Linked DNA regions of Mus musculus: all the other regions are linked to region 1. The links are chromatin contacts, called in public HiChIP or PLAC-seq and promoter capture Hi-C maps. All regions are on one chromosome and are shown on one strand. The core of a region is the stretch at or near the end of the contact, and the rest is flanking DNA. Distances in the headings are between cores, read along the strand shown.

What was found. Promoter capture Hi-C pulls out the DNA fragments that hold promoters and counts their contacts. HiChIP or PLAC-seq counts read pairs in DNA pulled down with a chosen protein or histone mark.
Region 2: an H3K27ac HiChIP or PLAC-seq map of microglia shows a contact between it and region 1, with 5 times the contacts expected there. The contact joins the promoter of Cpne4 here to the promoter of Atp2c1 in region 1. A contact is called at or near these places in 9 of 39 promoter capture datasets (the 3T3-L1 cell line, the C10 cell line, HPC-7-derived erythroid cells and 4 more), 1 of 115 datasets of contacts at active chromatin or transcription factors (microglia) and 1 of 9 other capture datasets (embryonic stem cells).
Region 3: a contact with region 1 is called in a promoter capture Hi-C map of liver, with 2.3 times the contacts expected there. The contact joins the promoter of Rpl29 here to the promoter of Atp2c1 in region 1.
Region 4: a contact with region 1 is called in a promoter capture Hi-C map of hippocampal neurons, with 2.8 times the contacts expected there. The contact joins the promoter of Dusp7 here to the promoter of Atp2c1 in region 1. A contact is called at or near these places in 3 of 39 promoter capture datasets (hippocampal neurons and liver) and 1 of 484 Hi-C or Micro-C datasets (the G1E-ER4 cell line).
Region 5: a promoter capture Hi-C map of embryonic stem cells shows a contact between it and region 1, with 6 times the contacts expected there. The contact joins the enhancer-like site here to the promoter of Atp2c1 in region 1. A contact is called at or near these places in 6 of 39 promoter capture datasets (the C10 cell line, the HPC-7 cell line, HPC-7-derived erythroid cells and 3 more), 1 of 115 datasets of contacts at active chromatin or transcription factors (embryonic stem cells) and 1 of 9 other capture datasets (liver).
Region 6: a contact with region 1 is called in a promoter capture Hi-C map of trophoblast stem cells, with 3 times the contacts expected there. The contact joins the enhancer-like site here to the promoter of Atp2c1 in region 1. A contact is called at or near these places in 10 of 39 promoter capture datasets (the 3T3-L1 cell line, 3T3-L1-derived adipocytes, the C10 cell line and 7 more), 1 of 15 datasets of contacts at CTCF or cohesin (large pre-B cells), 3 of 115 datasets of contacts at active chromatin or transcription factors (differentiating embryonic stem cells, embryonic basal ganglia and embryonic stem cells) and 2 of 9 other capture datasets (adipose tissue and embryonic stem cells).

What each region holds. Positions count from the first base shown.
Region 1 is chr9:105,519,683-105,522,919 of GRCm38.p6, reverse strand. It overlaps Atp2c1 (ATPase, Ca++-sequestering), which reads left to right and starts at 1,663. Exons shown (of 27, transcript NM_001253831.1): 1 at 1,663-1,880. The coding sequence starts at 1,773.
Region 2 is chr9:104,567,953-104,571,189 of GRCm38.p6, reverse strand. It overlaps Cpne4 (copine IV), which reads right to left and starts at 1,535. Exons shown (of 16, transcript NM_028719.3): 1 at 1,089-1,535.
Region 3 is chr9:106,427,675-106,430,911 of GRCm38.p6, reverse strand. Rpl29 (ribosomal protein L29) reads right to left here and starts at 1,501. Exons shown (of 3, transcript NM_001324534.1): 1 at 898-1,501; 2 at 540-604. The coding sequence starts at 934.
Region 4 is chr9:106,367,004-106,370,240 of GRCm38.p6, reverse strand. It overlaps Dusp7 (dual specificity phosphatase 7), which reads right to left and starts at 1,609. Exons shown (of 3, transcript NM_153459.4): 1 at 918-1,609. The coding sequence starts at 1,443.
Region 5 is chr9:106,070,255-106,073,491 of GRCm38.p6, reverse strand. Col6a4 (collagen, type VI, alpha 4) reads left to right here. Exons shown (of 38, transcript NM_026763.2): 6 at 934-1,578. Among named protein-coding and RNA genes, the nearest start is that of Col6a4, 25 kb to the left of the region's middle. Within about 2 kb of position 1,586, at least 7 of the 459 cell types and tissues checked have an H3K27ac peak or open chromatin away from gene starts, as enhancers often do. A contact at or near this core is called in embryonic stem cells, where this site is marked.
Region 6 is chr9:106,042,622-106,045,858 of GRCm38.p6, reverse strand. Col6a4 (collagen, type VI, alpha 4) reads left to right here. Exons shown (of 38, transcript NM_026763.2): 17 at 1,581-1,634. Among named protein-coding and RNA genes, the nearest start is that of Col6a4, 52 kb to the left of the region's middle. Within about 2 kb of position 1,543, at least 19 of the 459 cell types and tissues checked have an H3K27ac peak or open chromatin away from gene starts, as enhancers often do. A contact at or near this core is called in trophoblast stem cells, where this site is marked.

The DNA.
Region 1 (3,237 bases), core at 414-2,913:
AGAAGAGGGATCAGAATTTGAATCCCTAGCACCTGCATGCGGAGGAGCCTGGCATGGCTGCTTGTTCCTGTAACTACAGCCCTGTGGTGAGCAGATTCAAGAAGATGGCTGGGACTTGCTGGCTTGCCCAGTTAGCTCCAGGTTCACTGAGAGGAGCCATCTCAAGGGAATAAGGCAGAAAGCCTTAGAGCAGGACATTAGTCCTCTAGCCTTATGGGACAGCATGGGTATGTACACTAGTATAAATATGCATGTGTGTGTGTGTGTGTGTGTGTGTGTATGTGTGCACGCGCACATGCACACATACACACACACATACATGCACACACAGTTGGGGTGGAGTGGGGGTAGAAGTGTGGCTCAGGACTTAGACGACAAACCCTGTGACCTCTATAGATCCCAAAGAAAATGAACTTTCAAATGTATAATTTCATATCCTTTAACACAACAGATCTCTTGTTGTGTTCTTCTTTACCCCCCTGCCCCCACCACCCCTTTTTCCTCTTTTGAAGGCATGAATCCTTTTTATAGTAGTTAGAAGTGTGCTTGTAACAGTTCCTCTCACAGATACTCAGGAGAAAGCCTCGGGGAAATTTAATGGTTCTGAGTTCAGCCTGTGGCTTTGCGATAAGGATTCAAGGCAAGAAGCCTTTTAACTCAGAAAAGAATCTGTTTGCAGCCATTGCCCAATAAATGCAAAGTGTCTGGTTACTGGCACGTAGCACAATGCACCACAGAACTCAATGAATGTCCACAGAGCTGGCCAACCCCATAATGTCCATGAAGGGGTGGTGTCTGTGTGTGAGTGTGTGTGTGTGTGTGTGTGATTTGCTTAGTTTTCAAACAGTGCTAGTCTTCTAACAGGGTCCACAGAATCAATACACTCATGGGAACTTGCAGAGACCAGGAAGCCTGCAGGGGTCTGCCCCAAGTCCTCTGCATGTATGTTATGGCTGAGTAGCTCCGGGTTCATGTGGAAATGCTAACATTGAGAGCTGGGTCTGTCCCAGACTCTTTTGCCTATGTGTGGGACCCTTTTCCTCCTCCTGGGGAGTGGGGAGGAGGAATGTGTGGGTGGAGGAGCTGGGAGGAGAGGAGAAACTGTGGTCAGGATGTAACATATGAGAGATGAATAAAAATAATAAAATAAGAACTCTAAAACAGCGTTTCTCAAGGCTGAAATGAATTGACACTTTTGAGCGGAGGCTCAGTTGAAGGTTGTTAGTGTGTGTTGGTAATGACAAGAAAGCTCAAAGGAAACTGGGAAAACCTCATGTCATGCCCTCTTAGAAAGAAAGAAAGAAAGAAAGAAAGAAAGAAAGAAAGAAAGAAAGAAAGAAAGAAAGAAAGAAAGAATCACCAGAAATACTGTCGGAAGAATTAAAATTAAACCTCACGAGAGTCCGTGGGTATGGAAAGTCACCCGCTAGCTAATATTAACATCGCTTGCAACAGAGCCTTGCTGCTCAAAATAGGACAGTCAGTCATATCGCTATCGCTGGGCTGTTTACATTCTTCGGGCCAGCCCTGAACTTCTTCCTGCCTCTGGCTCCTGGGCATTGCAGTTCTGGAGGTTTCTAGATGACCCGCCTCCCTCAGCTGTCTCTAGGAACTTCCACTCAAAGGGGGAGCTATAAGATTGACACCTGCTCGGTTTGCAGCAAAGTGGTGGCACTTCAAAGGAGCGGCTAGGCAGCAGAGACTAAGTGTCTAGGTCGCATTTGGTCGCTGTCAGGGAGGGGCAGACAAGGACCCTCGGGTTTCCCCTCAGTATGGAGAACTTATTGCCTCCGTCCGGATTTTCTTACTTGAAAAAGTATCCTCTCCACTCTATTCGGAAATATTTATCAACGCTGAGAAGCCAAAGGGCCGAAGAGCAGGTACTATTTTGTTTGTGCTAACTTTAAAAATAACTGGTGCTTATTTCTGGGTGTGGCCTGTCGAAGCTTGGGGAATGTTTCTCTGCTGGCTTACTGGTGTTCATAGGCAGAGGTCAGATCCAGCCTGTAGTTACTCGAGCTTGGCAGTCAGAGGAGCCTGCCGCTTGTGAGGGGTTACTTGGCTGTGGAACGTTTGGGTCCTGAGATAAATTATGCAAATGTTCTGGGTGTGTGTGTTTGACACTTATTTTGCTTTCTTCCGTTATCTAGATGAACCTACCATACTACGGAGGTGACTCTTTGATACTTTGATCATTTTTTCAGTGTTTCGAAGACAAATTCTGAAACCGTTCGTAGCTCAATAGATGAAGCAGTATACCCTAGAAACACACTTATTTTCTTGCATGTTTCTGTGATTATTTTAATGTCACTAGGATTTGCAAAATGAAGGTTATCTGTGTGGCTATAATCAGATCATTAGTGGGCTGATAAGATCATTTGGATATAATAGGTGATTCTTATATGTGGTGCATAGGGGACAGAGCACAATAATTATTAATCCTTTTAGCCAATTGAAAGCTACAGTTTCCAACAGGAAGTTCTAGCATGTGGGTATAGACGCATCTTAATAAGCCTGTTTAAAATGTCTGGTTATTTCATTTAAAAACATGTGTGTTCATTACATTGATTACATTATACATTGATATCTAAAAACTGCTTTCGTAATTGCACTGGATTAGAGAGAGAACAATGTGTGGCCCATTTAAATCCAGGAGCTCATTTAGAAGCTTGGCAACGGACTAGAAATATGAAAGACAGGTCTGTCACCACATAGAAGATGACCAGCCACAAGCGCTCTGCCCTGTGCTCTCTCTAGAACGGCAGAGCCAGGCGACAGATATTGCCAGTGTCCTGTTCTTTTTTCCTCCGTGGTAGAAAATGACCCAGTTAGTAAGAGGCTTCCCAGAAATGGAAGCAGAGGGCAGCAGAAGGAAACCCTTTGGTGACCCCTTTTCCCCAAAGCTCATGCCTCATTTGAAAAAAAAAAAAAAAAACAAAAACCAAAAAACAAAATACCTGACAGATCATTAGGATTATCAAGGAAACTGCATCTTAAAATCTTAAATGATTTTGACTAGTGCTAGAGACTCAGGCTCTCTGCATTAAGGGAGCTAGGTTGCCCCATTTACCTCTCGCTCAGTTTCAGGGTAACACTCGGTGAGAAACATTTCTGTCTCCTCTCGGCATGCCTTGGTTTTGAAGTAGAAAATGGGAGAACCACATGGTGGTGCCCAGAGTCTTTGTTTACCCCAGGAGCTATGTCACAGGCTTTTTCCACAGGGGAGGGGGAAAGAAT
Region 2 (3,237 bases), core at 286-2,785, 950 kb after region 1:
ACTCTGCAAAGCAGCAGGAAGATGAAGCTCCTGGTCTGGTCTGCAGAGTTTCAAAGACCAAGTGTGAAGCTTTTCAGTTCCAGAGGCATGGACCTTCTAGGAGCGGGTGGGTCCACAGCATGGAGACAGATATCTCTTATCAACTTTCCCAGGACTCTATCCCTGTCTCCAGCCCATCCCCACCCTAGCAAGTCCTGCTTCCACCTCATTGACTCTCCATAGGTAATCTTCCCTAAATCCTGGAAGCCCCCCCCCCCAGTAGAATCTGGAATGCATAATGAGGTTAGCCCCCACCCCCACCCCAAGCCCACTTACACTAAGAGGAAGATGGAGTTCATCTTCCTAAGACTATTCCTTGGATTCTGTCCACTCCCACCCATTGCTGTTCAGCTCAACTCAGTGTGGACCACTTTCTGACTCCCTTGGATTGAGTTCTAGCAATCCTTCGTAGTACGTGATACCGAGTTTTAGCTCTCTAGTCAGACGCGACTCCCAGTACTTCCAGTTCCTCCTTTACCACCCTGCTATTTCATTTAACAAAAAGAAAAAAATGTTGGAGACCGAGCCAAATAAAGCCGCGAGCAAGACTATGGGTTACTTGTGAGCCTCGGTGTCATGGACGCAGTTAAATATTATTAGAACCTCTTGCAGAAGCCGAATTCAAACAGCAGAGGATCAAGCCATTGGCTAACACTACTGATGCCCCACACCTTTTTTGCTGTCAAATGGGAAGCAGCAACTCCAGCCCCGACTATGGTCCCATCCCCCTTCTCATTTCTAAAACAATAATAATCCTCCCTCAAGCCCGCAGGACTTCCAGAGCCTAACCTAGCCCTCCCTCTGTCGTCCCGCCTGGGGCCTCCCTACCACTCCACCTGGGCGAGTAGAGTTATGCGGGAAAAGCAGGTATTTTGGCTGAAAGTTTTTTTGCCTTTAAGGACTGCTGCTCCTGCCGCTGTTCAGAACAACAGCAATGACAAACAAGCCAGGCTGGGCGAAAACCCAGAGCTTCTCAAAAGTTGGTCTGGCTACGCAGCAGCCCTGACGAGTTTGCAAGAACACAGGACTCAGAGTTAGCATCTACTCACCTGGGTGTGCCAGCCTCAGAGACTAGAAAGAGAATTCAGCCCGGGACAGGTCTGTCACGCCCCCAGGATGCAAAATCCGCCTTTGGAGTGGAGGTCCTGGGTGATGTAGTTGTAAAGAGGTCTTAGGAGAGTCGGGCTTCCCTCCCCCCTCTTTGGTCCACTGGGGGTAGTTTAGCAACAGCCGAGGAGGATAAAGATGCTGGGAGGAGAGTTTGGTCGCTCTGGAAACCCCGACTCCATTCTTGGGGCTGGGGGCTGGGGGCTGGGGGAGAGGGTGAACGGCGTGGAAGGAGCTGCTGGGCTCAGGAACTCGCTGAGTAAAGAGGAAGGAACTGGGGAAGGAGGGAGGGAGCAGAGGAGTGAGGGAGGAAGGAAAGGAGGAAGGGAGGGAGGGAGGGGTGAGAGCCAGGAGATGGCAGCTTCTAGCTGAGATTTCCACCTTCTGACGAAACCCTTGCGCCCAGCAGCCCAGCAAGATACTAGTTCTTAAGCCTCCTCTCGAGCGCCCCCTGGGGGGTTCCGGGGACTCAGCGACGCCCCGCCCTGGTCGCGGCCCTGGCGCTCTCCATGGTCCTGCCGCGCCCTCAGCCCTGATTCCCTGCTCAGCTTTGCAATTCCCACCAGCTCCTGAGAGGCACGTGATTAATTTCTCCTTATTCTATGATAAAGCAGTGAAACCACAAGAGCTGAGAGGAGAGAATAAGGGCTATACTTTTTTTTGCATACATTCAAGAAAACTTCTTGATTCGCTCAACTCTCACTAAAAATGGGGGTGACATTGAATACTTATTTTGGTACCTACATGTCAATAAATGCATGATTAAATGAGTGAACAGCTATTTTTCTCTTCATATCAGAATATTTTCCTGAATACAAACACGTCACCATACCTGGGGAATGTATGTTTTAAAATAAAGTTTTTGGCTGGGGTTGAACCACAGTTGTTAGAGCACTGGCCTAACATGTAGAGGGTTCTGCATTCAAACCGTAACATTGTACAAAGCCAGGCATTTGTACATTTGTACATGGCATTGCATCCCTGAAACCCCAGACTTTGGGAGGTGGAGGCAGAAGGCTCAGAAAGGCAAAGTTACCCTCAACTACAAAGGGAGTTTGAAACCGCCCTAGGTTAGAGACCCTGTCTCAAAAAGCCCAAACCAAAAACTATAGGTCTTATTTAGGGAGTAACCATTGTCACATATTATAAAACACTTTGAACACACTACAAAGCATTTACACAAGAAATAGGGGGTTTGATGTTTTGCTTTGCAGTGCTGCTAAGTGACATCTCTCTCCCTTATGGGGTAGTTTGGAAGTGATGACTTTTCTGTCACAAATTTATTCGAAGTCACATTCAGGCAAAGAAACAATGAGGAGGCACGTCAGGCTGTTTCTAGTTGTCTCCGCAGAAGTAGATAAACTGGAGAACCAAATCCACCCTGGGTATGCCCATGATCAGAATCAAATTAGACTTTATAATCCATAAAGCAAATGAATAAAAGGATCTCTCTGCACCTGGGGGTCGCACAGAGTTAGAAATGATGGGTAAGCACACCAGGCAAGGGAGGAAGGTGTCTCCCTCTCTGCTTGCTGAAGTACTACCCAACAAGGTCTCTTGTAAGGTGAAGGCTTTGGTTATAAGCTTTAGACCACTACACAGTTCCCAGTTTCAAAGGCCAGAGAAGGAGAAATGACAGGGGAAAGCAAAGGGGGCTCAGAAATGATCCTGGAAATCAAAGGAGAAGATCTTTGAGAAGAAACAGTTTCCAGAAAATCAACATTTTTCTTATTCCAGTCGCCTCACATGCTGTTCTGAGATGCCATATTAGCTACAAGGCTAGAAAAAATAACCCTGAGAGAATCTAGCTGTATCATGGAGCTTACACACAAATCCATGGTCTGCCTTGACTGAGAACACTTAGGTCATGTGATTATGCGCAAGCTAATCATTATTGGGGCTTTGGCTTGTGAGGTTACAATAAAGGACAGGTCCTGGTGTTTGGAGCAGGAAATGTGTTCACAGTACTCCTGGGAACAGACTGGGGCTTCATCTGAGTCACACAGACTACAGCTGGAAGGACTGACCTCCCAGGAACACTCAGGGTTTCCTCCTAGGGAAAGAAGGATGCATTCTGGGAAAGTAAAATCC
Region 3 (3,237 bases), core at 252-2,751, 910 kb before region 1:
TTTCCTGAGACTTGTCTAGGGGCACCCCCCCACCTCAGCTGAGTGTCAGATACCAAGCCTAGTCCATCAGATTCACATCAGAGAGCGTGGTTGCAGGCAGCAAACAGACCTAGTACAGCCTCAGTTATCCCCAGTCTATTATCTGGGTGCAATCAAATGTACAGAACTAGAGTTGCGTTTAGACGCAGACCATGAGGTACCCAATATACAGAACGACTCCCTCCCTCCCTCAAGGCTCCACGGAGCAAGAGAAGCAGTTCTGTTCTCAGGAGATTACACCAGGGGCTGGGAAGGTCAAGGAAGGCTTTTCTGTTGAGTCTGACATGGGAGACAAGGAGAAGCTAGGCAACACAATCCCTAGAGCTCAGAGTTCGAAGCCAGCCTGGTCTACATAGTGAGTTCTAGAACAACCAGGACTACACAGAGAAATCCTAGCTCGAAACACACACGCTGGTGGTGGAGGAGACATGACTTACAAGAGGCCCTACCCTGTAGACCTGGAGCCAAGGGATAGTTTATGACCCACTGTCATCACTCACCCCCTTAAGAGATTCGTATCTTTGCGACCGGGGTTTCTTGATGCCATTTCTGTGCCATTTGCGGGCTGTAGGGTAACAAATATTTACAGGTCAAAAAAAAATGAGGTATCTTCCAATAAGACCACCTAACATCATGGTTGGCAGTCTTTTGAGAATACACTAAGGATGGGTGGAAAGCACTATGGGCTTTTTAAGCGGATTCCTGGCTCCCAAATTTGTAATCTCCAAAGTAGCTAAACACACAATCATCTTCAAGGCTCACCTGAAGGGTGACCTGCCCTCCCTCCAGCTCTGATCTAGCAACCCTAACCCAATCCTCGCTGGGGTACAGTCGCCAGCCGGAGCCCAAGGAACTTACACTGGTTGTGTGTGGTGTGGTTCTTGGACTTGGCCATGTCTGCACCTGCAAGAAAGCCACGAGATCAGTTCTGGGCTTCCCCAGACCGGCACACCTCTGCCGCCCTGAGCTGGGGTAACATGAAGAAACCAGAGGCTGCAGCAGACGCTTCCGATTTACGACACCCGCCAGCCTGGCAACACTCACAAAACGCGACCCCACCTCTCAAACGCGAGCAAGGAGGTCGGTCCTGAGACTGAGCTTGCCGGCCCCGGGGCGGCTTTCCCCGCCATCCGTTCCTTGAGGACGACCGGGAACCACCCCCGCCCGGCAATCTCGATGCCCCATAGCCAAGCAGCTGCCCGCCCTGTCCTTCCTGCCACCCGTGTCGCCTGCCTCGCGACCCGCCGCCGCCCTGTAGTCACGGATGTCATCGGATGCCGTAAGGCCAACACTCACGGTAACCCGCGGCTCCCGCAGCGCCGGAGACCGGAAGAGAAAGAGAAAGGCCCGCAGTGCAGCACGGGAAATAGGGCCGACACCGCCGGAAAGTCCAACGGAAAAGCTTCCCTCACTGCTGGCGGAGAAAAAAGGTTCCAAGGCCGGAAAGAGTTGAAGCCTAGAAAGGGGAGGGGTTAGAGCCTGGCCACGCCCTCTTAGCGTCACAGATTTCTTTCTTTGCTTAACCCCTCCCCGCTATTTTTTGAGCGGGTCTTTCTTGCTGTGTAGCCTAGACTGGGTTATAACTGTTCATCCTCCAACAGCAGGCTTTTGCTACTGGGGTTAAGAGCGTGGTGTTAGCATGGACCACGACGGCGGCCAGCCCGTGTTTGCTTCCTTCTCTTCCTCCAGTGCCTACTTTGCTCTTGGGCTAGACTTCCAAAGACTCTGAAAGCCGAGGGGGCCTTTGAGGGATGAATGTTAATGGAGCGAAGAATCTGTGTTCTTAAACAGCTCACCGGGCTCCTGTGTGGAATGCACTGGAGAGGGCAGAGGAGAGGAGAAGAGCTATGAGACTCATGCAGACTGCCACACAAGGGCGCTGGCTGCCTGAAGACAGTGAAGAATGTACTAGGGAAAAGAATAGACTGGATTTAGGGTGCCGAAAATTAGAGAGAGAAAAGCGGCAACGATAGTCCAAGTCTACTCCAACAGCCTGGGCTGGTTCCCCAGAGTGGCAGTTTCGTGGTTTCTTTTTTTTTTTTTTTTTAAGATTTATTTATTTATTATATGTAAGTACAGTGTTGTTGTCTTCAGACACTCCAGAAGAGGGAGTCAGATCTCCTTACGGATGATTGTGAGCCATCATGTGGTTGCTAGGATTTGAACTCAGGACCTTCGGAAGAGCAGTTGGGTGCTCTTTTTTTTTTAAGATTTATTTATTTATTTATTTATTTATTTATTTATTTATTTATTTATTTGTTTATTATATGTAAGTACACTGTAGCTGTCTTCAGACACTCCAGAAGAGGGCGTCAGATCTTGTTACAGATGGTTGTGAGCCACCATGTGGTTGCTGGGATTTGAACTCTGGACCTTCGGAAGAGCAGTCGGGTGCTCTTACCTGCTGAGCCATCTCACCAGCCCCAGTTGGGTGCTCTTACCTGCTGAGCCATCTCACCAGCCCTCGTGGTTTCTTTTCACATATATTAGATGTGAGATGATGCTAGAGAGGTGAAAACAGGCCTGTAATCACAGCTACTGGCTGAAGAATTGTAAGTCTGAGATGCCTGAGTAATTCAGGTAGACCTTGTCTCCGAAAAGCTTTTTTTGTTGTTGTTTCAAGATAGGGTTTTTCTCTGTGTAGCCCTGATTGTCCTGGGACTCACTCTGTAGACCAGGCTGGCCGCAAACTCAGAAATCCCCCTGCCTCTGCCTCCCAAGTGCTGGGATTAAAGGCGTGTACCACCACTGCCCAGCTCCAAAAAACTTTTATAATGTCAGGATATCCCAGCACTCACGAGGCAGAGGCAGGCAAGCCTCTGTGATTTTAGTTTATGTAGTGAGTTCTAGGACAGCCAGGGTTATGTAGAAAGACCCTATCTCCAGAAAGGCATGGTAGCTCACACCACCCACTCAGTGTATAGGGCCTAAGTTTTATACAGAAGCAGGAGAATCAGGGACTCAAGATCATCTTAAGCTACAAAGCTAGGACTAGGCCAGGCAGGGTGACACCCTGTCTCTAACAGCAAAAACAGTGTGCTGGGCAGATAGTTCAGTGGGTAAGAATGATTGTAGCTCAAACATGAATTCAAACCCCGGATCCAATTGTGGAAGGACAGGATAGACTCCTGACAGTTGTCCTCTGCCTTAAACACCCATATACAGGCTCATAAAAATAGTGATTTTTAAGAATTTAAA
Region 4 (3,237 bases), core at 360-2,859, 850 kb before region 1:
CAACCACACTTGGGGAGGGTGGTGTGAAGTCCCTTTCCCCAGCAAGAGGGGAACCGGGTACTAGCGATTCACCTTCCCTGGACAAGCACCCGACACACTGCATGTGACTCAAAGAGAGGGGCCACGGGGGCTAGACAAGGACAGGAGAGACAAGGAACACCATGAAGCTAGACATGGCCCTGCGGCACCCGAGGGTGCCGCAGGACTCCCCTCCCCTCCCAGCCTGTCTGCTGCCAGCAAGAGGCCATTTTGGAATGTTAATTGGAAACACCGGCTGCAGCCAATAGCTCCCCTCACCCCCTGGCCCGCAGGCAAGCTGCCTGTCTCCCCCTTCCATAAACTCAGGGGCAGCGAACTGAGGCCCATTCCCCATTCCCCAACACACACACACACTCACACCTGGGCCACTGCCCACACATCTGCAGAAGTGCCTCCAAGCCGTGATTCTGATTGATAGGGGCCATAGTGGGATCCCAGAGAAACCATCATAAACGGGCCCATGCACTGGAGGGTGGGTGATACTGAAAAAGGTACCTTCCCGATCCTATCTTCCTAATGACATAAATTCCTGTGGGCCCTGCTCTTTTCTGGGTTCCAGTACCGATCTCTCCCTTCCTCCGAGCTCAACTGGAGCCTGTGCGCTGTTGTCTACCCATCCACAGAGAAAAAAATTAAATAGGAAAGGGAAAGTTTGTTTCAGCCACTGAACGGTGCTGAGAAAGAGAACACAGATCGGGTTCCCTGTGCCTGGCTAAATCCACACCTTAGGGGATGGCTCCCAGAAGGGCGGATTCGGACCAGGGGCGACGTGGCGCCCGGCCTGGCCAAGCGAGTGGAAAGGAAACAGCCTGCAGCGAGGGCGCCAGGGAGCAGAGGCGCAGCCCCAATACCGCCTGGGGTCTAGGTTCTGTCCTCACCTTGGAGGTAGTAGGCCTGGCAGCCGTCGTCTCGCAGCTTCTGCAGGAGCAGGCCGAGAACGGAGGCGGGGGCGCCGGGCTCGGGCTGCCACTCCGCCGTGGCCTCGTCGTAGAGCAGCACGGTGGCCGCCTTGCAGCGCGTGGCGAAGCGCTCCTTGTCGGCATGGTTGGGAATGATGGAGCGGATGGGCAGGTTGCCTTTGCGCAGGCGGCGCAGCATGAGACCCGGGATGGCCAGGTTGATGGCCGTCTCAATGTGCGACGATTCGAAGAGCTCGTGCGGCCGGCAATCTAGCAGCAGCAGGGACGCGCCACCGCGCGCCTCCAGCTCCTCCTGCAGCCACTCGGCGCTCTTGCAGGGCATGGCCCCCGCTCCCGTCGTCGCTCCCGCTCCGATGCCTGCGCCGGACCCAGATCCCGCACCGGGCTCCGACCCCGCCCGAGTGCCCCCAGCCGCCGCCGCCGCCGCCGCCCCCGAAGTCGACATGTGCGCCCGCACTGGGGGCCCGCGGAGCTGGTTTTTCATGGGGATCCCGGGGCCGGGGCCGGGGCCGGGCAACCCAGCCCTGGGACGGCGCCCCGGCCGCGCTGGCCCCAGCCGCGTCTCCGGGCGCCCGCCTCCCGCCGAGCCGCGCGCCCGCCGCCCCGGCCTCCCAGCCTCCGGCCTCAGTCCCGCCCGGCCGGCCCTCCGCGCGTGCCGCGGCCTGACAGCCCCAATTAAACCGCGGCTCCGGCGGCCGCGCGCCCGGGCGTCCTCCGGGAGGCGGGGCCGTGAGGCCGGCGCCTGGGCTTAAAGGCACCGCGCCTCCGCAGCCCCTCCCCCGCAAGCGGCGCGGGAGCGCCCTCGGCCGGCTCCTACGGGCCCGCCTAGCCGGGACCTGGCTACCACCTGCCCAGGGGCGAGCCAAGGCGGCCTCGCAGATCTCTGGCTGAGCGCCTACATCTGTGCCTTGCAGAAAGGCTGCACTGGGACCCCACCTAACATTTACAGAAGCAGAATTTCTTCAGGATTGGGGGCAGGGGGCGGTCACCCAGAGCCAGTCTTCCCTCCTCTTGTCTGTTATCCTCATTCATTCTCTGATAGCGTTCATTCAACAAATGGAAACTGAATTCCTACTACGTGTCGTGCTCTGTGTTAGGCGGTCTTAGTTTCAGATGACCGCATCATCCCAACCCTTGATGGCCATAGGTTCCAGACCTGAGTTGGAGGGTCTGCTGAGGGAATAGGTGACTTGGGTTGGGGGGGGGGTGTTCAAGGACCGCTCTCGCAAATCGCAGGCAGAAGTGGAGGAATTCTGAAAGGACCAACCCTGGGTAAGGGAACGCGAGCTCTTTAAGAAAGCTTTTACAAGTGCGGTGGTGACTGGCCCGGAGTGAAGCGCCACGTGACTTTCCTATTGGGGCGGGTAGGAGGGAGGGAGCGCTCCATAATCAGCTTCCCTTCGCCTACCTCTCTCTCCAGGCACCAATCAAGTTTCGCGGTAGGCGGGCACGCGCTCGGCAGATAGTCAATCGCCGCCGAAAGAGGCTGCGGGGAAAGGAGGCGGGTCCCGCGGCGGGTCCACCCAGCTGGAAGTGGGCGGGGCCTCGTCCAGCGTGCTGTTCGGGCTCTCAGGCGGGTGGGGCTCAGGAGGTACGTGGCTCTGCAGGTAGGGCTCAAACAAAGCGGCAGGACCGACCGCAAGGTTTTGACCAGACCAAGGCGGTCTTTCCTTGGAGGGAGCTGTTCCTCCCAAGCCCCGAGTGCATTCTCTTAACAGGCTGGGGATCCCAACTTGAGGCTTAGTCCCTCACTCCGTCCCGGGCTAGTCATCTCTGAGCCAACTTGACCCTAACCCGGGATTGCGGTGTCAGGGGTGTCCGATCGGGCTACAGTTTCAATCTCCATCTCCCAATTAAATGTTCTCCCCCCTCCCTTTTTTTCTCAGCCGCAGGAGCCCTCTTCTACATTCGCTTAGAGAAAGGCCACAGTAGGGCAGCCAGGGAGGGTCTTGTCAGGAGGGGTTGTAGATATAAAGAGCTGACCCTTTTGTGAGTACTGTCCTGGACACAGCTGGTAGACAGCTTCCAGAGGCCAAGTGTTAAGTCCCAATCTGTCCTGCCAATTGGTGATGTGTGGTATATCCTGAGTACCAGTCTCCCTTCTTGGTTTCAGTTTTGCTAAGCGCTAAGCAGTGGTGACCGGGTTTCCTGTGTACTCTTGGCTGTCCTGGAATTCTCTCTGTAGCCTAGGCTGGCCTGGGTGCCTCTGCCTCCCAAGTGTTAGGATTAAAGGTGTGCACCATCACCTCTCGGCTTCTTTTAAATTTTTTAAAAAGAT
Region 5 (3,237 bases), core at 337-2,836, 550 kb before region 1:
GCAGGAAGTGCTCTTAAGCACTGAGCCGTGTCTCTAGCCCCTCTCCCTCTCCCTCTCCCTCTCCCTCTCCCTCTCCCTCTCCCTCTCCCTCTCCCTCTCCCTCTCCCTCTCCCTCTCCCTCTCCCTCTCCCTCTTCTTCTTCTTCTTCTTCTTCTTCTTTTTCTTCTTCTTCTTCTTCTTCTTCTTCTTCTTCTTCTTCTTCTTCTTCTTCTTCTTCTTCTTCTTCTTCTTCTTCTTCTTCTTCCTCCTCCTCCTCCTTCTACTCTCTCTCTCTCTCTCTCTCTCTCTCTCTCTCTCTCTCTCTCTCTCTCTCTCTCTCTCTCTCTCTCTCTCTCTCTCTCGACCAAGATGACCTTGAACTTGTTACTCTCTGCCTCAGCCTTCCAAGGTCTGGGGTCATAGGCAAGCCTCACTGTGTCTAGTTAGCCCCATATTTGGGGAAAGATTTTCACAAAACTTGCAGAATTTCATTTTGTCTCTGTTGAAATTACATGAAGGGTGGGGGGAAGTGATGAAGTAAAGGATGTTTCAGACCCGTAGAGAGGATTTTGACTCAGAGTCTTCTTGAAGGTAGAAAAATGAAGGAAAAAGCCAGCCAATACCCCAAGCTTCTAAGATTGTTAGACAAATTGGAAGGTGATCTTGGGTGGTTTTATGGTGGGTGTCCATAACTTTTTTTTTTTTGAGAATTTTGGGATAGGCATGAATCTCTTAATGCATTTTGATTTTGATGTCCAAAAGAAAGAAAGAAAGAAAAAAAAAGACTTTCTCTAAATTCTAAAGCACCCAAGTAGAAGTTAGCATAATGTAACTTAAAGCCTTAGACACATTACTGTGGCAGATAGACCATGCCCCAGCAGTACCTTTATATTTGAGTATTTTCTTTATTCCTCCATTCTTAGGCTGGAACTCTCTGTGTCTTTTGGTTTTCAGAATGTCTAGTTCCCGTTCCAGCCGACCTGGTGTTCCTTGTTGAGGACTTTAGCAGTGCCAGGCAACCCAATTTCCAGCGAGTTGTCCATTTCTTGACGACCACTGTCCACTCTCTCAACATCCATCCTGATACCACAAGAGTCAGCTTGGTCTTTTACAGTGAGAAACCAAGGCTGGAGTTTTCCCTGGATATGTATCAAAGCGCTGCCCAAGTCTTACGCCATCTGGACAGGTTAACTTTCCGAGCAAGAAGAGGAAGGGCGAAGGCAGGTGCTGCTTTAGACTTCCTGAGGAAAGAAGTTTTCCTTCCAGAGAAGGGCAGCCGGCCCCATCGGGGCGTACAGCAGATAGCTGTGGTCATCATAGAAAGTCCTTCTCTAGACAATGTGTCTACACCTGCTTCCTACCTTCGCAGGGCGGGGGTCACCATCTATGCAGCGGGCACCCAGCCTGCCTCTGAGAGTAAGGACCTGGAGAAGATTGTCACATACCCTCCCTGGAAGCACGCCATCCGCCTAGAGTCCTTTCTGCAACTCAGTGTTGTAGGAAACAAACTTAAAAAGAAGCTCTGCCCTGAGATGTTGAGCGGAATGCCTCCTCTGATGAGCTTTATTCCAGAAAGCACACGACAAAGCACACAGGAAGGTAGGAGGGCATGTCTGCATCTGGGGAGCACACAGGAAGGTAGGAGGGCGTGTCTGCATCTGGGGAGCACACAGGAAGGTAGGAGGGCCTGTCTGCATCTGGGGAGCACACAGGAAGGTAGGAGGGCGTGTCTGCATCTGGGGGCTGTGTGCTGCTCCTTCCTTTCCCTTTTTCACCATGAACAAAAATTGGGGTCAACTCATTAAAAAAAAACCCAGAAACCTCAACTTTGAAAATCGTAGTTTTGTCCTGATTCTAAACACAAGAGAGAAAGTTATGTTCCTAGTAAATAGGTTACTTTTTGAGAAAGGGTCTCTCGTAAAACAGGCTGGCCTCAAATTTACTATGACCTGATAAAATCCCTGTCCTCCTGCCTCTACCTCTCAAGTCCTGCATTACCACACCTGGCTTAAGTGTGGAAAACTGAGATACCTTTCACTGTTATGAAGGCCTTTGTGTCTGCTTCTCTATTTTTTTTTCTCTACCATACTGGTATTTCTCAGACTCAACTTAGAAGAATAGATTTAAATTTGAATCACTGAAATGCAGATAATTGACGTAAAATTCAAGCCTGTGATTATATCTTCAGGGGGAAAAAAAACCACCGAAGTTCTATTTTTAAAAATTACTAAATGTTTTTTTTTAATGCTTTCTTGATTTCTTGTCCCTAGGCCTAGAAATCTGAATTATACAAACAAGTCCCCATCCCGCACTGACCTGTGTTCTCAGTCCCTCTCTCTGTTCTAGCAATGAGAAATTGATTAAAAGAGGCTTTCATTTCCTGGTCCATTCCCCGCTTATCTCTTATCGGGCAGAAGAGGAGAAAAAGAGCTAACTCACAAAGGGACTGAAGACTGTGAGAGCTGACTTCCATCCCAGGCTGCGAAGCAGCTGAGAAGGTGCCCAGAATCAGGAAAATCACCCCGAGTTTGGAGGGAGCTTAGATACTAATAGAAACGTCAAAGATTTTTTACCAGAATTCTTCCTGGATAATCATAATGATCAGAAGATCTGCCAGTTATGGATCAATGTGTATATATCACACACACACAGAGGCACACATACATGCACATGCATGCATGCACATGTGTGTGAGCCTTTTAAACACTTGGCGTGTGTAATACATGCAGGTGCCCAGGAGAAGCCTGACTCTAAGGAACGTCTTCCCCCACCCTTTTCCTGAGAGCTATCTCAATTTCACAAGATGGGTAAGAATGTATGATTCTAGGCCGTGTTCAGCGCCCTGGGCTCCTCAGAATCTCAGGAAGAGCCTGGCGTATCATGTTGGTCTGCTGCTGTGTGAGCTGCATTCTAGACATTCCTTCCTGCACAGTGGTCCTTCTCTCCGTCTCTAGATAGCCATCTGCCCATCACCTCCCATAGGGGCAGACATCTTCCTGTAAACCACATGCCAACCCAAAACCACAACTCTCACTTTAATGGTGAGGCATTCTTTTCCGGAGCCACATATGAGTAAGAACGACAGACACAGTGTCTTAGTTATTGTTCTGTTGCTGTGAGGAGATACCATGACTAAGGCAACTCTTACAAAGAAAAGCATTTGGTTAGGGTCTGGCTTACAGTTTCAAAGGCTTAGCCCATGGTCATGGAGAGGAACATGGTAGCACACAGGTATGTATGGTGCTGGAGCACAATCAA
Region 6 (3,237 bases), core at 294-2,793, 520 kb before region 1:
CTACATTCTCGATAACTTGAGCAGAAAGGACCACGTGGGTCCTGTGAACCAAACCTGGGCCCTGTGGAAGAGGACTTCACGGCTGAGCTGTCTCTCCAGCCCCAGCTTTGTTGTCCAAGTTGTCCTATAGAGCTGGTCTTCTTTTAGCTTTGCTCCCACATTTATTAGCATCACAGATACCTTCCTTTTAATAGTATATATCTTAAAAATGGAAACAAAGTGAAATGAAACAAAACAAGAAACAACTGGCAGACTTTCCGTTAGGGTCAGGCTCATTGTAAACTCCCTTGGCTTTTGTTTCTCTGCAATCTCTTTATTTTATGTTTTCTAGTTCAGAAAAAAAAAAAAAAGATAACTCACTGAGTAAACAATTCTGTTTTGAGAGTTGTCCCTTCTCAGCACTTTGAGAATGTCTTCTTAGTTTCTGTCTTCTTTTGCCTTGGATTTTTCATTATTACTTCTAAGAAGCTGTCAAAATAATTATCTCTCAGCAAGCAGCATTTCAAAAATATATATCAGGTTGCATTAAAATAGTCCCCATTGCTGTTAGTTTTGACAGTTTCAATAAGACGTCTCCAGGTGTAGGTTTCATGTTATTTATTCTGCTTGGAACTTGTTAAGCCTTTGGATCTATTTATGCCTTCTACAGATCTTAGAAAATCCGTAGAAAATTACCCTATTGAAGTTTTAAGCTTCGGTATTGTATTCGTCAGCTTCCTGTCCAATAATGAGATACCCAAGTTGATTTGCATATAGAGAGAAAAGGCTCATTTTCTTGGCTCATGATTTTAAGATTCAAGTCCGTGGTTAGGTGGACCCCTTTCTCCAAAGCCCTCGATGGGGGAACCCCAGAAGAGAATTCTGGGGAGCGTGTGGTGGGAAGATCTGCTCTCTTCATGATTGGGAAGAAGGAGGAAAAGAAGAAAGGGCTGGGGTCCCAGGGTTCCCTTCAAGGGTTCGATCTGGTGGCCTGAGGACCTCCCACCAGGTCACACCTCTTAAAGGTCCACAGCATCTCCTCGCACCCACACGCTGGGATCAGATGCATCACGTAGACTTCGAGAGACATGTGAGACACAGAGCATAGCATCTGTTTCCTTTGTTCCATCCGTTCTCAACCTGTGGATTGCAACCCCTTTGGGGGTTGAACAGCTTTTTCTCAGGGGTCACCTAAGACCACGGAGAAAATACAGAGATTTAAGATTTACATTCTTAAGCTTTGGTTTCTAATTTACTATTTCTGACTTTACTCTGCGATTTAACATGCCCGTAGAATTTTAAATCCACTCATTTTTTTTTTCCAGTTCAAGAAGTTCTAATTGATTCTCTTAAAATGCTATCTGCCTTTTCTTCATTGAGAACACTAAGAATTTCTTTTTATTTGTCATCTTAACGTATGAAATCTGGTAACTGAGATTGTTTTTGGTGTGAGAGTTACTCAGGGCCCCTGATCTGTCCTCTTGCCAAGGGTGCTAATGTACATTCTCACTCTTGGCTAGAATGTAAGATGACACAAAGAAAGCTTCCAGAGTGACTAATAGGATAAAGATGCCTTGTCTATTTTCTTTTTCTTTTCCTAGGGCGATCGTGGAGCCGCAGGGCCATCTGGAGAGAAAGGAAGCAGCGGCAGTCGGGTAAAATATGCGGGTGTTTTTCTCTGTCATCTTTCTGATGCATTATCAGACAGCAGCAGTTTAAGCAGTTGGAAGGAATCATCTAGTGGTTTTGTTTGAGTCTGAGTGTGAAAGGCAGTAATTCACATGACCCTTTGAAAGCTTTGCTTGGGACCTGAAGGGTGGATTATGAACCTAGTTGCTGAATGTAGGACTTAACCCGTGTGCTTTGTACCGTGAGTGGGTCACTCTGTGACTCATAAGCTCTTTATGGGTCCCTGTCACTGATGACATAGTCTCCCACCAGGACCCTTTAGCCTCCCTCCCAGCCAAACTATACCAGTCTCTGCCTCTAGAACATTCCTCATGCTTACCGGCCCCTGTGTGTTTGTCCATGTTGGTGTTGCCACTCCCCACATGCATGCCTTTTCCACGTTTCCGTCCTCAGTGCTCATTTGAACACTGACTTGTTTTTGATTGTCTGGTTCCCTTTCCTTCTTTCTCATGATAGTTTTTCTGATGTTGTGGGAGACTTTTCCTGGGGAGGCATGAACCAATGCCTCCTCACTCCAGATAGCAAACCAAGGACAGACCAAAGTAACGATTCTTCCAGAGTTCAGAGTCCTGCTTGGTGAAATGTTGAGTTTATTGGGGTCACTTACAGATGTCTGGGTGAAAGGTTACTTATGGGGTATGCATGATTAAAAAGAAACTAACTGTATTACCAAAAGGCCCAGCACTGCATGATGATGACTCCCAGAGACCGTAACCCTGCAACTCTAATCGTGACTGCAGACAACTGGATAGGTCAGGTTACAGAATCTCCTCAAACAAAGGCTCCAGATGGCAGAGCACCTCCTCTCCTCACCATTCTTTACTGCTTCCATAACTTTGGGGAACCCTTGTGAGTCTTAGATATTTCAGGAACTTCCTGAGACTTGTGAGTTGCTTGCTTCCTGAATCGAAGGTAGCCTTCCTCCAGGATAAAATGTTTCAGTTAGGAGTAGTTGCTACACAAGCCTCCACTCTGGCTGTTTATAGGGATCTCTCTCTTCTTTGTGTCTTTGCTGGTGATTACTTTCTGTTTCCTGTCCTGGATTTAGTTCTGTAGAGGGGAAGGGAGATACCTGTTGCATGGACTTTACTTCTCCTATTCTGTGCCCATGGCAGACATTACTAATCGAGCATAGACTCCAACTTGGCTAGAGGAGCCATCTCATGAAAACCTAGAGTCAATGTCTATTTATTGCTAGGTTTACATAGGAGGTTAAATTTATTTGCTTGTCATTGTTTGTACCCTGGGTGGAATTAAGGTAGTGCTTTTATTTCTGGGATGCATGATCAGGGCTGTGGATCAGCTTCCTGATAGGGAAACAGAAGGAGAGAACTAAAATGCATATCTCTTTATTAAGGTTTACTTTCCAACTAGAAAGTCCAACTAAAAACGAGGACTTTGTGGGTCATAGTTTGGAGACAATGTGGGACACCATGCTTCCCTAACATAAAAAGCTTTATGTTTCAGTTAAATTGAGATAAATTCAATAAATATCCATCAGGTGTCTTCTACCCAAGACAACATTTTGCTACCCACAGGGAGTGATTCAACAATAAATATGTCTTGGCT